Linked DNA regions of Sus scrofa: regions 2, 3 and 4 are each linked to region 1. Evidence: chromatin contacts called from public HiChIP or PLAC-seq and promoter capture Hi-C data. All regions are on one chromosome and are shown on one strand. The core of a region is the stretch at or near the end of the contact, and the rest is flanking DNA. Distances in the headings are between cores, read along the strand shown. Region 1 holds the start of ITPR1 (inositol 1,4,5-trisphosphate receptor type 1). Region 2 overlaps ITPR1 (inositol 1,4,5-trisphosphate receptor type 1). Region 3 has its middle 95 kb from the start of SUMF1. Region 4 overlaps ITPR1 (inositol 1,4,5-trisphosphate receptor type 1).

The links. Promoter capture Hi-C pulls out the DNA fragments that hold promoters and counts their contacts. HiChIP or PLAC-seq counts read pairs in DNA pulled down with a chosen protein or histone mark.
Region 2: a promoter capture Hi-C map of liver shows a contact between it and region 1, with 7 times the contacts expected there. The contact joins the enhancer-like site here to the promoter of ITPR1 in region 1. A contact is called at or near these places in 1 of 5 promoter capture datasets (liver), 5 of 47 Hi-C or Micro-C datasets (alveolar macrophages, embryonic fibroblasts, fetal heart ventricle and 2 more) and 1 of 2 datasets of contacts at active chromatin or transcription factors (skeletal muscle).
Region 3: a promoter capture Hi-C map of liver shows a contact between it and region 1, with 5 times the contacts expected there. The contact joins the enhancer-like site here to the promoter of ITPR1 in region 1. A contact is called at or near these places in 1 of 5 promoter capture datasets (liver), 7 of 47 Hi-C or Micro-C datasets (embryonic fibroblasts, epiblast stem cells, fetal liver and 3 more) and 1 of 2 datasets of contacts at active chromatin or transcription factors (skeletal muscle).
Region 4: a contact with region 1 is called in an H3K27ac HiChIP or PLAC-seq map of skeletal muscle, with 3 times the contacts expected there. The contact joins the enhancer-like site here to the promoter of ITPR1 in region 1. A contact is called at or near these places in 1 of 5 promoter capture datasets (liver), 4 of 47 Hi-C or Micro-C datasets (brain, embryonic fibroblasts, fetal liver and 1 more) and 1 of 2 datasets of contacts at active chromatin or transcription factors (skeletal muscle).

What each region holds. Positions count from the first base shown.
Region 1 is chr13:61,066,625-61,069,514 of Sscrofa11.1, forward strand. It overlaps ITPR1 (inositol 1,4,5-trisphosphate receptor type 1), which reads left to right and starts at 1,507. Exons shown (of 59, transcript XM_021069282.1): 1 at 1,507-1,759; 2 at 2,600-2,675.
Region 2 is chr13:61,190,430-61,193,319 of Sscrofa11.1, forward strand. The region is part of intron 5 of ITPR1 (inositol 1,4,5-trisphosphate receptor type 1); the gene reads left to right. Among named protein-coding and RNA genes, the nearest start is that of ITPR1, 120 kb to the left of the region's middle. Within about 2 kb of position 1,537, at least 9 of the 83 cell types and tissues checked have an H3K27ac peak or open chromatin away from gene starts, as enhancers often do. A contact at or near this core is called in liver, where this site is marked.
Region 3 is chr13:60,940,517-60,943,406 of Sscrofa11.1, forward strand. No RefSeq gene overlaps it. Among named protein-coding and RNA genes, the nearest start is that of SUMF1, 95 kb to the right of the region's middle. Within about 2 kb of position 1,400, at least 10 of the 83 cell types and tissues checked have an H3K27ac peak or open chromatin away from gene starts, as enhancers often do. A contact at or near this core is called in fetal liver and liver, where this site is marked.
Region 4 is chr13:61,152,231-61,155,120 of Sscrofa11.1, forward strand. The region is part of intron 4 of ITPR1 (inositol 1,4,5-trisphosphate receptor type 1); the gene reads left to right. Among named protein-coding and RNA genes, the nearest start is that of ITPR1, 86 kb to the left of the region's middle. Within about 2 kb of position 1,376, at least 43 of the 83 cell types and tissues checked have an H3K27ac peak or open chromatin away from gene starts, as enhancers often do. A contact at or near this core is called in fetal liver, liver and skeletal muscle, where this site is marked.

The DNA.
Region 1 (2,890 bases), core at 257-2,756:
TTCTTCCTCTAAGATGGCAAAACTAGGGCAAAGAGATAAAGATGACTTGCCCAAGGGCTCAGAGGCTACTCCTAAAATGCGGAGGGAGGCTGTTTAAGGCAGTGGTGATGGATTTCCCCAAAGACAAGGACTTGGTACATTTATAGACTGGAATTGAAATCCAGGCTGCACTACTTAAATTATGGTGTCATCTTGGGAAGTTACCTGATTTCTTTGAGCCCTCGTTTGTCAAATAGGGATAATACATATGCCTACGGTTGTTAAAACTTAACAGCTTTAAGCATGAAAAGTGCATGTGGTCTGGACTCAATAAAATCTGCCTAATTATTATTACCATTGTTGTTGCAGCAGATCTATGCGGTGGCAAGCTGTGTCTGTTCGGAATTCTATGATGTGGTTTTGGCTCACTACCATGCCCCAGTGCCTGGCACCCAGTAGATTCTCAGGAAACGTTTCTGCAATGAACGCACATCGTCTGAGGCAGGGAGGGCATCTGGCAGACTTGGCCTCCGAACTTAGCTTCTGCCCTTCTTCCAAAAACCAGAGTCTGAAGCAGATTGTAACCCGGGACGTCCAGGCTCTCCTGAGCAGTGAGCTGAAACCCATCTTGCCCCCGAAGCCCCTGTGGGAGCTGCTGGAGGGCACCCCGCCTGAACGCGCATCTTTGTGTAAGCTACTCATTCCAAAGCCCTTGTTTTTCTGGTTTGCGGTTTATTTACTTAAGCATTTACAGCTCCCAGGAGCAGAGGGGCTGCTAGAAGCAGGGTCAGGACCGAGGTCGCGGTTTGTATTTATTTTCTGCTTCCCAATCCCAGCCCTGGCAAGTCAAAACTCGGTTCCTTTATTTGTACACCGAGAGGCTTAAGTTTCTATACCTCCTGCGGGGCGAGGAAAGACACATGCAGTTCGGGTTCAGGAAAGTGCTCTCTAGCCACTTGCCAGCGTCCCTGCTAGTGTTGCTCCCAGACTTAATTTTCTGTGCAAACCCGAACCGGGCGGAGCAGATTAAATAAAGACAACCTCGCGCCTTTAATCCTTGACCGCAAACACTGGCTTTTTCGTGCCCTGGATTTCTGAAATTCTTGGCTCTGGTACTCAAAGCGGGGGGAGGGTGGGTAACAGCTTGTAAAAACTTCCCAAAGCAGAAATCCGAGCTCCTCTCGCCCCTTGCTACCAGGGACACCTGGATTCTAGGGAAAGGGGACAGCCAAAGGAGGAGCGTCCCCAAGGGTTGGGGGCGCCCTCCAGGGGTAGTTTTGGGTCGCCGTCTCCAAGTCCAGCCAGCTCCCAGCACTGAACCGGGTTTGAAGCCTCGGCGCGGGGCAGGACGCCCCTCCCTGTCCCCGCGCGCGTCTATTTAGAGCTCAGCCCGGTAGCCCATGGGATTCTGGGACTTGTAGTTCGTCACCGCGGCCCCAGGCGCCGCCACGACCCTGGGCTCGGACTACATTGCCCAGGGAGCTTCCCGGCCTATATAAGCTGCCAGGAGCCGCTTCAAAGTGCAGTAACCATGTGGATGTGCTGCTGAAGCGTTTCCTCAAGCTTGCTGGGGTGGGAGGAGAGGAGGAGGAGGTGGTGGTGGTGGAGGAGGAGGCAGAGGGTGGAGAGAGAGAAAGCGCACGCCGAGAGGAGGTGTGGGTGTTCCGCTTCCATCCTAACGGAACGAGCTCCCTCTTCGCGGACATGGGATTACCCAGCAGCCGCTAACCCCTCTCCTCGCCCTGCTCCCCCAAACCGGCGTGGCTCCCCGGGCACCAAGGTAGAGGTTGGGGCCGGGCGGAGGGCGCGGGGAGTTGGTACTGTCCCCCCGGGCGCAGAAGTTTTTGCCTCGCTTTTTGGTAGTTCTTGGTGGATTTGCATGCACTTGCGTGCATTTGGGGGTTCTTTTACTGAGGACGTTTTGGGGGGGGGTTCATTTGAGGTTAAAAAAAAAATTCTCAACTCCATCGCCTGGCTTTGAGGACTACCCATTCTGGATTGGAATGGCATTCCCCCAAGTTGGAAACTGTTGCAGCAGCTGCAGGAAATAGTTTTTTTTTTTTTGGGGGGGGGGGCGTGGGGATGTCCTCTGTGAGTCCGCTCAAGGAAATAATCTTTCTTAAAATGTAGCCCTCCCTCGTGCTGCATGGTTGGGAGAATAATGCATTTGGGGGTCCCGGTGAAGAGGGTTTTAAAAAACGGAAGAAAACCCGAGGAGCGGTGAAGGACCAAGTGTGGACGAAGCTCACGCCCGATGAGGATGCGGGCTTCAGATACTTGGCCTTCGCTCCGGGAAACAAGTGCTTTGGGATCTGCCAAACACTTCCCTTAGTCTCAGATCTTCCCGGCACACTGGAAGTTTGTGCGTTCCTAGTCTCACTTATCAGTTACATATTAGAAACAAATAGGCGAAGTTACCTGTAACCTTCACCTCTTGATCCCACCAACACACCCGTCAAATTTGGCGGTGGCGGTGGCCCTGTGTGTGTGTATGTAGGTGGGAGGGGGTTTGTCCCTCCAGGAAAGAGCCTAAAGAAAGTGGAAGTGTGGAATTTGAGAATTTCTATTAGGGACTCATCATCAGCCAATCTTATATTCAGTCTTCTTTCTTAATATGCAGGAGCTGACTACAGAGGAACAGGACTCGCACCCCTGGCTGGGCGTGTTTTGGCAACAGAGTGCCTGACCTGGGTCAGGTAAGTGTGGAAGCCTTAGAGCTGTAGTCCATAATAAGTTTTTGTCCTAGCCTATTTTAAGTTCTCTCTAAAGAGCCATGGAGAAGGGGAGCAGGAAAGAAAGGGAAATTCCATGGCTCAGTCTCCAAAATTTGTCACCACCTTGGATGAGGGCTTTAGGGAGCTGATGATAACCAGGGGATGGTCCTGCCTAGGGCTTTTGGTCCTGGCTCAGA
Region 2 (2,890 bases), core at 287-2,786, 120 kb after region 1:
GGAAATACATACTTACACTCTTTTGTGTAATCCCCATGAACGAGTCAGCTGAAGACTGGCTGATAGAGGTGTGTAGTTCTGGTGACCTAAAAAGCATGTTTTCCACAATGCGATTTTCCAGATGGTCACTGCTCCTGGTAATGTTAGGAAGAATTGCAAGGTATTTTCTTCTCTTTAATAAATAGTACTTGCATTTTGGAAAATGTGTTAACAATAGTATTAAACCATGCAAAACTGTGCTTTGTGTTCATGTGTAAAATGAGTTAGGGACTAGGCTTAGAAGTTGCAGACAGCTCTGGAACCCATGTGCTTGTGCACCAGGATATCCTGTCTTATGGGAGGAATGATGCTTCTTCCTTGGATGGGATTGTACTGTGCATTTCAGGGCAGCTGGCATCTTTGGCTCTTGTCCACCGAGTATCAGTAGCACATCCCTCCTCACCCAGTCATTGTGAAGATCCAGGATGGCCCCGGAAGTCTGGGCTGGGAGCATGGGAATCGTGTTGAGTGGGTGGGAAAAGTTGCTCAGTTCGTCAAGTCTCCTGGGAGAGCTGCTTAGCACGTACGCTTGTGGGGTTATCTTGGTGGAAGGAACGCATGTCTTTAGTGGTTCTGTCTCCCCATTCTCTGCTGGAAATCATTGTGCCTGATGAGATCTTCTTAGTACATCTCAACCCTTCTCCTGTGCTTTTTTGCTTCCGGTACTCAGATTCCCACTTAGAGTAGAGGGAGCTAGGTGGGCCAGGTGGCTCAGTGGCATGTGCACATGAGTGGGTCTGGAGCGGGCGGCTCTGCTCCCCTGCTGGTGCTGCATGGGAAGGTGGGCTGAGAGAGGCCACCACATCTTCTCTTTCTTCAAGAGAAGCTGAAAATCCACGCTGTCATATGTCGTATCACAGTTCTTACAGAATATTGGCAGCTAATTCCATTGGAGTTTAAAACATACTATCAACCCAATAATGGCTCAAGCAGGATGATATTATTTTGCCCATTTGTAGCCTGTGATAAGTGTGTTATTTTATCAGCAATTCATTTTCATGCTCCTTCCCATAGATGTACTGTGAAAAACACACTGTTGAGAAATGCAGTCTAAAGGTGACCCCAAACTTTGAACTCCTTATTAAAATAAACAAACAATGGCCTTTCTCTTTCATGCTGTTTTTGCTTTGCATAACATTTAAGAGGAAACCAGCAGTGTCCCCTGATTGAGGATTGCTGATGTGACTTTTGGGTCTTGGATGTTAACTTTGTGCAGTTTCTACTTCCCTGCTTAGTTGGACCTTTTTCCCCTAGTGACTGAAAATCATCTGCATTTTCTAGTGCAGTCATTAAAATGTTGTATTTTGGGACACCTCTTGCCTTTGGGGCTGATGACCAGTCTCCAGTGGTTTTTCATTTTTATTTTTGTCAACTAGTGTGGAGCACCCCAATCAAAGGTCAGATTATTTTAAATTAATGCCATTTAAGGAATTAGTTGTCTAGACCACTTGACTTCCTTTTGACTAGGATCTGCCACTTACCAGCTGCACTCTGAAGGAGAATGACATCTAGTGGCTGGTTGCTGTGTGCTTTTGTTCCTTCTGCGGGAGTAACTGGATCCTAACACCCCTGGTTGTGATTTCCCAAAATCTTGTCAAAATGAGCTTCCCCTGTCCACAAATCACATAAGGTTCGGTGGGCCTCGACTGCTCTTTCCTGACGGCATTTTTCCTATACCTTGGAAAAGCACTTGCCTTGTTTTGGTTCTTAGAGATGGTACATTAAGCTGTAACTTTGACAAGCTAGGAAGAACCAGAGTGACAAGTCTTTATTGTCCTCTGATGCCTGGCTCCTGCCTTGTTTGTTTTCAGAAGCCTTAATTCAATATTATGTTATGTAATTCAGAGCTTATTGACCTTAAATAAATAACCTTTCCCCCATTGTTCCAGTGACCTCTCTTAGTAATGTAATAATGGTTTCTCTATTTCTGGAATAAAATAACAGGTGACTGTGACAGGGTTGACCTTGATGTTGCCTAGGGGACATGGTGATGTCCATGGTGAATAAGGGTGATAGAGACCATAGCCTAGAGTGATTTCTTCCTTAGAAAGTCAGAATTGTCCTCAACTTGTTGTGTAAAGGAAAAGTGCAACAGGTACTTTAATTATTGGGATTTATGAATATTGAAAAAAATAACACATTTAAGATGGCTTTTAAAAAATCCAGGCTTCTTGCCACAGAGATGTGATGAAAATGTTTCTGAAGAAATGTCACGTGTGAGTGTTATTGGAAGTGAGTTCCAAAATATACATGAGTAAGAAAAGGGAAAAAACGGTTATGATCTCAGATCTTATTCTTCAAAGATAACCATGGTTTATATTTGGTGTGTGCCCCATCCCCCACCCCCTATTTTATTCTTTTATTTCCATATTTTAAAGTATCAGTGGGGGCATACCATCTCACTTCTTTTCCTTTCGCTTTCTTTTTTCCCCACTTACTATTTCATGAATAAATAGGTATCTCTGTTTTTATTTTTAATGGCTGCTTGAAACCAGACATGGTATGGCAGCACTGTAATTTTAGCCTATCCCTATGGGGATGTGAGGTATTCGGGATCCTGACAATTTTTTGCCATTCTGAGAAAAAAATAGTGGTTATGGCCTTGTGCATATGCCATATTATCTTCTTAGAGAGATGATCAGAAGTGGTTCGGCTAAAGTTATGTACATTGAAAAACTGGTAGATAGTACCTGATTATTCTTTAGTAGGGTTATACAGATTGACTGTCTTAGACTGTAGGCTCATCTTTAGCATATAATTGAGGGATTTGATAGACCAGATCTCATTTTTTACCACGGGTGAAAGCAGCCTTGATCAGTGGGCCCAGGTATGGTTTTACCTTCCTTTTTAT
Region 3 (2,890 bases), core at 150-2,649, 130 kb before region 1:
ATCCCTCAATATACTCACCATACACTCATAAAAAAGGCAAACCACATCTTATTATTAGGAAAACAATTTCGACTCAGCCCCCTAAATGGGGTCCAGAGACCACACTTTGAGAGCTACTGTTCTCAAAACCTGTTGCACCAATCCCTGTGAGGGCTGCCAAACCCTCAACTATTCTTTGGACCTTTGGACATCGTTTTGAGGGTTTTGTTTTCATTGTTGTTATTTTTTTTTTTCCCCAAGGCATGTGGAAGTTGCCTGGCCAGGGATCGAACCCATGCCACATCAGTGACCTAGCCACTGCAGTGACAACTCCAGATCCTTAACCCGCTGTGCCACAGGAGAACTCTCCACCTGGAGTTTTAAATCTGGTAATTTATGAGGTTAGAGTCTAGATCATGGACCAATCATCTCAGAGAAAAATTAAATAAGAAATAATTTAAATGACTTAGCAGAATTACCTTTTAAAAAAATTCTCTGGAATGCAAATTAGCATTGAAAACATATGTAACATTAACAGGCTAGTCAACATATTATTGGCCAAGATTCTGCCCTCCCTTGTCTGTTTTCTTTCTTTTAATTATTGTTATGCCTACAAATGACATTTTCTTGATATTAAACCTGCCAGAGGTTCTTTGTGAGAGAGACTGAAGAGGAAAAGCTTCAGAATTATACAATGTATGTAGAAATAACCAGATCTAATTTTCTCCTTTAAAGAGAACTTTGGGGAACAGATGGACGGTACAATATCAGCACATTTTTCAAATTTAAGTATTAACAGAGGTTTGGGAATCAATCATGTCAGCTTTTCTTTCTTTCTTTCTTTTTAAGTGTTTGAGATAGAGGTCTAGTTAAGCTTTTAAATCCAGCCTCTTTGATCTTTCTCCCTCTCAGCTCACTTGGCTCTCTGTTCTAAGCTGAACCCCAGGATTGATCAGGACTGTTTGGTGGTACCTTCCTGCTCCTCTATCTTAATAATCATACTCCTAATAGAAACAAGTACTTAGTAAGCACTTTGCCAAAGTAATTTGTGCTAAATATTTTTGCATCATTTCATATCTCCCCACAAGCCCAAGAGGTCATTGCCCCCATTTGCCTGAGAGGGCATTACTTGCTAAGGTCACAAGGTAGGTAGGTGGAGGGGTAGGTAAATAATCCCAGATAATCTTATTCTGGTGCTTTTTTCATATGATGCTAAACTGCCTTTTAAAGAAGCTAATGGAAGAGATTAAAGGGCATCCTTAGGTGTCAATTAGAAGTAAATAAATTAAATTTTATTTGTCAAGTGTCTGAAACAGAGAAAAACTATAGTCTTCAAAAAAGCAACCACAAAGGGCCCTTCTTCACAGGCACCAAACTAAATGCAGGTGAACTTTTTATCAGTGCCACCTGACAAGGAAGGGCTTATCTCTGTTCCCTGATTGACTGTTAGTTGGTTTCACTTTCCCCCTCAGTGTTGATTCAGAGCTTCTAATGTTACCCTGTTGAGGTGCCAAATTTACATGCTGGAAAAGAGTTGCTCTGATGGGTGTTCCATTTCCTCAGCAAAGAAAACAAGGAGTTTGTAAAACATGGCCCCGACCCAGGGGTAGGAAAGGATCTACCAGACCTTTATTTACTCTGAAATGGAATCACCTTCTTGCCTGACAATGGTGACTAATTCCAAAGGCCCAACCAGCCTTCTCATAATGATGATTTTGGGGTCAATTACCATTTGGGGGCAGATTAGAATCTGATTTGAAGCTGAAAAATTCCACCCCTTGGCGATAATCCCGTCAACTTTCCAATCCTAAATAGGGCAAGTTTCAGAGAAGAGCATTTCTCATTTTACAGCCTATCTGAATACTATTTGTAATGATTTTGCTTAATCAAAAAATTAGATTGCTGCTCCAATGGCCTCAACATAAAGAGTCAGGCATTCTGGCCTGCTGCCAGAGCTCCGTCTGAGGCTCTTGGAGTTAATAATTTCCACGGCATTTTTAAACAACAAAGGCCATCTTTTACTAATAGCATGACTGATTCTGGCAAAACCTATAAAAACAAGGCCTACTCTGGGGTAGTTTGTATTACAGAGAACTAAGTTTTAATAAATGACACTCACAGTCAAGAAACTGACATTTCTGCTATTCTTTGATATTTGTCTGCAAATTCAGTAGTAAGTGCCAGTTAATGAAAATGAACTGTTGAGAGCACTGCTGAGATTACCCATGGCTGTTAAATGATTTTAGGTGGGATGGCATGGGGATGGAGAGAAGGCAATTCTGCTAAGATGATGTCCTGGGCAAGCCACTGCCCTTTCTCACAGTTGGACATTTATAACTGGTACATTATTTACTCGATCATTTTCCAGAAAGGAATACAAGATTTTGTGCTCCTTGAAATGAATAAATTTTCATAATCTAGGTTGAAAACTTGCACCCTCCAGACTAAATCTGGCTACAGAAGCAATTTATTAGGTCTTCACAGTGTGTATTCGTGTTTGTTTTTCGAGGGTTTTTTGTTTTTTGTTTTTTTGGCCACACCTGTGGCCTGTAGAAGTTCCTGGGCTGGATTCAACCCCCTCTAGAGTTGTAACCTGTGCCATAGGTGCAGCAATGCGAGATCCTCAACCCATGACGCCATGGGAACGTCCAGTTTTGTTTTGTTTTTTAAATCTGATTTGGTTGCCAACATTAAAAACTCAGAAGACTTCACATGAGAATGCAGACAACCAGCTACTCACAGAAACTGGGGTACAGAGCAACTCTGGGCTGGCACTGCTGCACAGCAGCCATGGGAGGGCAGAGCAGTGGCAGCGCCTTTAGAATGGGCATCACTCACACATTCAGCCTGGGCCCTGTTCCCTCGAGAGCCAGGCTCCACACCTCCTGAATTCCACCTAATCGCCAGCCTG
Region 4 (2,890 bases), core at 126-2,625, 85 kb after region 1:
CACAGGCTTTCAGGGGCAGGCACGTTGGAGCTGTAGCGTGCCAGAGAAACAGCTGGTTATTTTAATGCCTGAGGGCTGTTCCTGCTGCGTCTATAGGAAACGTTCCCCCCCCCCCTCCGCCCCCGCCGCCGAGTCTGACTGTGTCCAGGGGGGCCCTGCTGACCCACATCTCCAAGTGCTGTGAAGGATGGATGGTCACCAACTCCTTGTCCCACCCCCCAGCAGAGGTGCATTTATTTAGATAGACTTGTGTGTGCTTCTCTCTAGCATTGAGATTTGTGTTATCTCTCAACTTGAAGGCAAAAAAAAAAAAAAGATCCAAGGTGCTAAGTGACTGGCCAGTTCTCATTAAAATGAATGCAGAGGACTCACATTGTGGATTTCAAGGGACTAGCAATTAGCTGGACATTGCATTTTCTCTGAGCTTCTTAACCTTTTCAGTGCATCCCTTTATGGCTGTGAAAGTGTCTTACCATCTGTCTGATTTTTCTGTGAGATGATTAGCTTTCAGAAACCTAAATGAGTCAAGGAAAGTGAAAGCAATACTAGACTTCCTGGAAAAATTTATGGAATGTGTCATTCTTTTTAGGGAAACGGCCTCCTCTGCTGTAAGAAATCCATGCTCTTTGGGCTGGTGGCCTGTCTGAAAAACTGCACCAGACAATGGCAGAGTCTAAATCACAACTCTAGGGAGAATTTTTTTTTTTTACCCCCAGCCTTTATTTTAGCAACTTTTCTCTCCAATAATTACTTAAAATTCATCTTTGGTATGTAAAACTCATGGCAGAAGCAGGGAAAGAAAAGATTTGTATAAAAATCAAACCATTTCTCCTGTAAAGAATATTTGCTAAAGCAGGAAATTGTATTTGGAGCTTCTTTGGAAGCAGAAACCCCCCCAAAATACAGTTAAATAAATGTTTAAATTCAGGTTGTCTCAAATATTTTCCTGAAAGAAAAAAAAAAGAATTCATTGGCTAACTTCATGTACAATAATGCCTCACTGTGTTATATGTAAATTTTTTGTTGCAAATCTGTTCATATATGACACTGGAAAAAAAAAAAGTCAGGATTTGAATTAGCACAGACTTTTTCCAGTTTGAGTTCATGTTTCACAGGGGAACCTTCAGGCACTCAGCGGGTTTGAAACTTCCTGAAAGTTGGAGGGGCTGGGATCAGTGCATCCCAGGCCTTTGTGAAGTATTCTTTCCTTTGTGGTTTCTTCACATTTTCCCTTCCCAGTTGCAATCCATGCTAGAAAAATGGGAATATTCCCTTTTCCTTCATCCAGCTGGCTAGTTTTAGGAAAGATACAGCTTGAGCCTGTTCTTCCTTGGCTTTGAGGTTTCACTTGCCTTATTTGGTAAAGCTGTGGGCTTCGTTGTTCCTGGAAAGGGCTGTTTCACCAGTTTCAAGGACTCTTGCCCACTTTCCTCTAGTTCTGAGCTGGGAAGCAGAGCGCTCTTGCTGCTCTGTGGTGACTGTTTTGAGCCGGGGCAGTTGCAGGGTTGGAATAGCCTGAAGAATTCTGCATGTATACAGGGCTGATGGTGATAGATCCGTCACTAATGAGATGTTTACACGTAGTGTATATAGAGCCATGTAAACTTCCTTTTCGAACTGGGACTTTTGAAAGATGCTGATTTTTTTTGCTTTGCCCAGTGCCTTGCGATGGGTATGCTCTTCTTGCCTTTCGCTGTATACTGTTATCTAGATTACCTTTCCCCCAATTAGTATTTCCGGTCCTGCTTTCTCCCTCCTGCTTTCGGGGCTTTTCCAGTCCCTTTTAAGGAATAGATAATTTTGCTCACATGAGAGTTCCACATCCAAGGTTTTAATAGAGTTCAGGGTTTTCTCCAAGTACCTCTTTTGATGTTAGTTATAGGAAAACTTATTCTTATCATGTTCATGACATATGAAGTCATGTTCGTAGTCCCCCCGACCAACTCCCTGCCCCACCTTCTGACAACACATCCTCCTCTTTTTTTTAAGTAGTATTGTTTTAAAAATAATTAGCCAAAATTTTAGAGAGATGGGAAGGTATGGCTTATTTCTCGGAGTTTAAATTTGTTTTGTGTTTTAGCCTAAAAAGGACGTTTGTAGACCCCAGGTCCTCACAAAGACAGTTATATTCTTTTTGATAAAAGATGAGGGTGGAGGGGGAAGGAGAGGAAATGAGGTTGATGTAAGCTAAGCCTCCACTCTTTGCCAAAAGAATAGTCGATAGATTTTTGTTACGGGTTTTTGTTTTGTTTAGGTAGAAGGAAGCTGATTTCATTAAGAGTTTGGAGGGAGGGGGCCAAGGAAATGTGTTCATCTCCCAGAATTCAGAGGCTGCCCCTCAGTGGGAGAAGCAGCAAAACTCCTGAACTGAACTTACTTTCATTTTCAAGGACCCTTAGGGGAGCATTTTTTTTTTTTTTTTTTATCTTTGCTGCCTTTCTGTCTCCTTAGCTCTGTCCGTCACAGAAAGAGAGGCTCCGTGTTCTTCTTCCTTGGTCTGCACTTCATTCTGGGATGCATGTGAAGAGCAGGCATGTTGGCACCACAGGGTGCCCCAAAAGGCATCTATGGGCCATGTAGACATTTCTTGGGACAGAAAGCCAGGAGACAAACAGAATGGCAGCCCCTGAATGTTCACTACCAGAATTAAAACTGACCTCACCTTGGTGCATGTATTACTCACCTACTCAAACCAGTTAGAGATACTCTGGTGTCCCCCATCGTCCTCGGGCTTGAATTCTGGGCTGTTCTCTGACCAGGCACTTGTTTGGTCCAATTCAGTCCTATCAGGTTTGGGTATTTCTGTTTCACCTTTAGAAAGTAACAGGCACATTTGAGAAGATTGGAAGCGGTGTGCTAGGTATGTCATGAACAAGTTTGCCTAATGCTG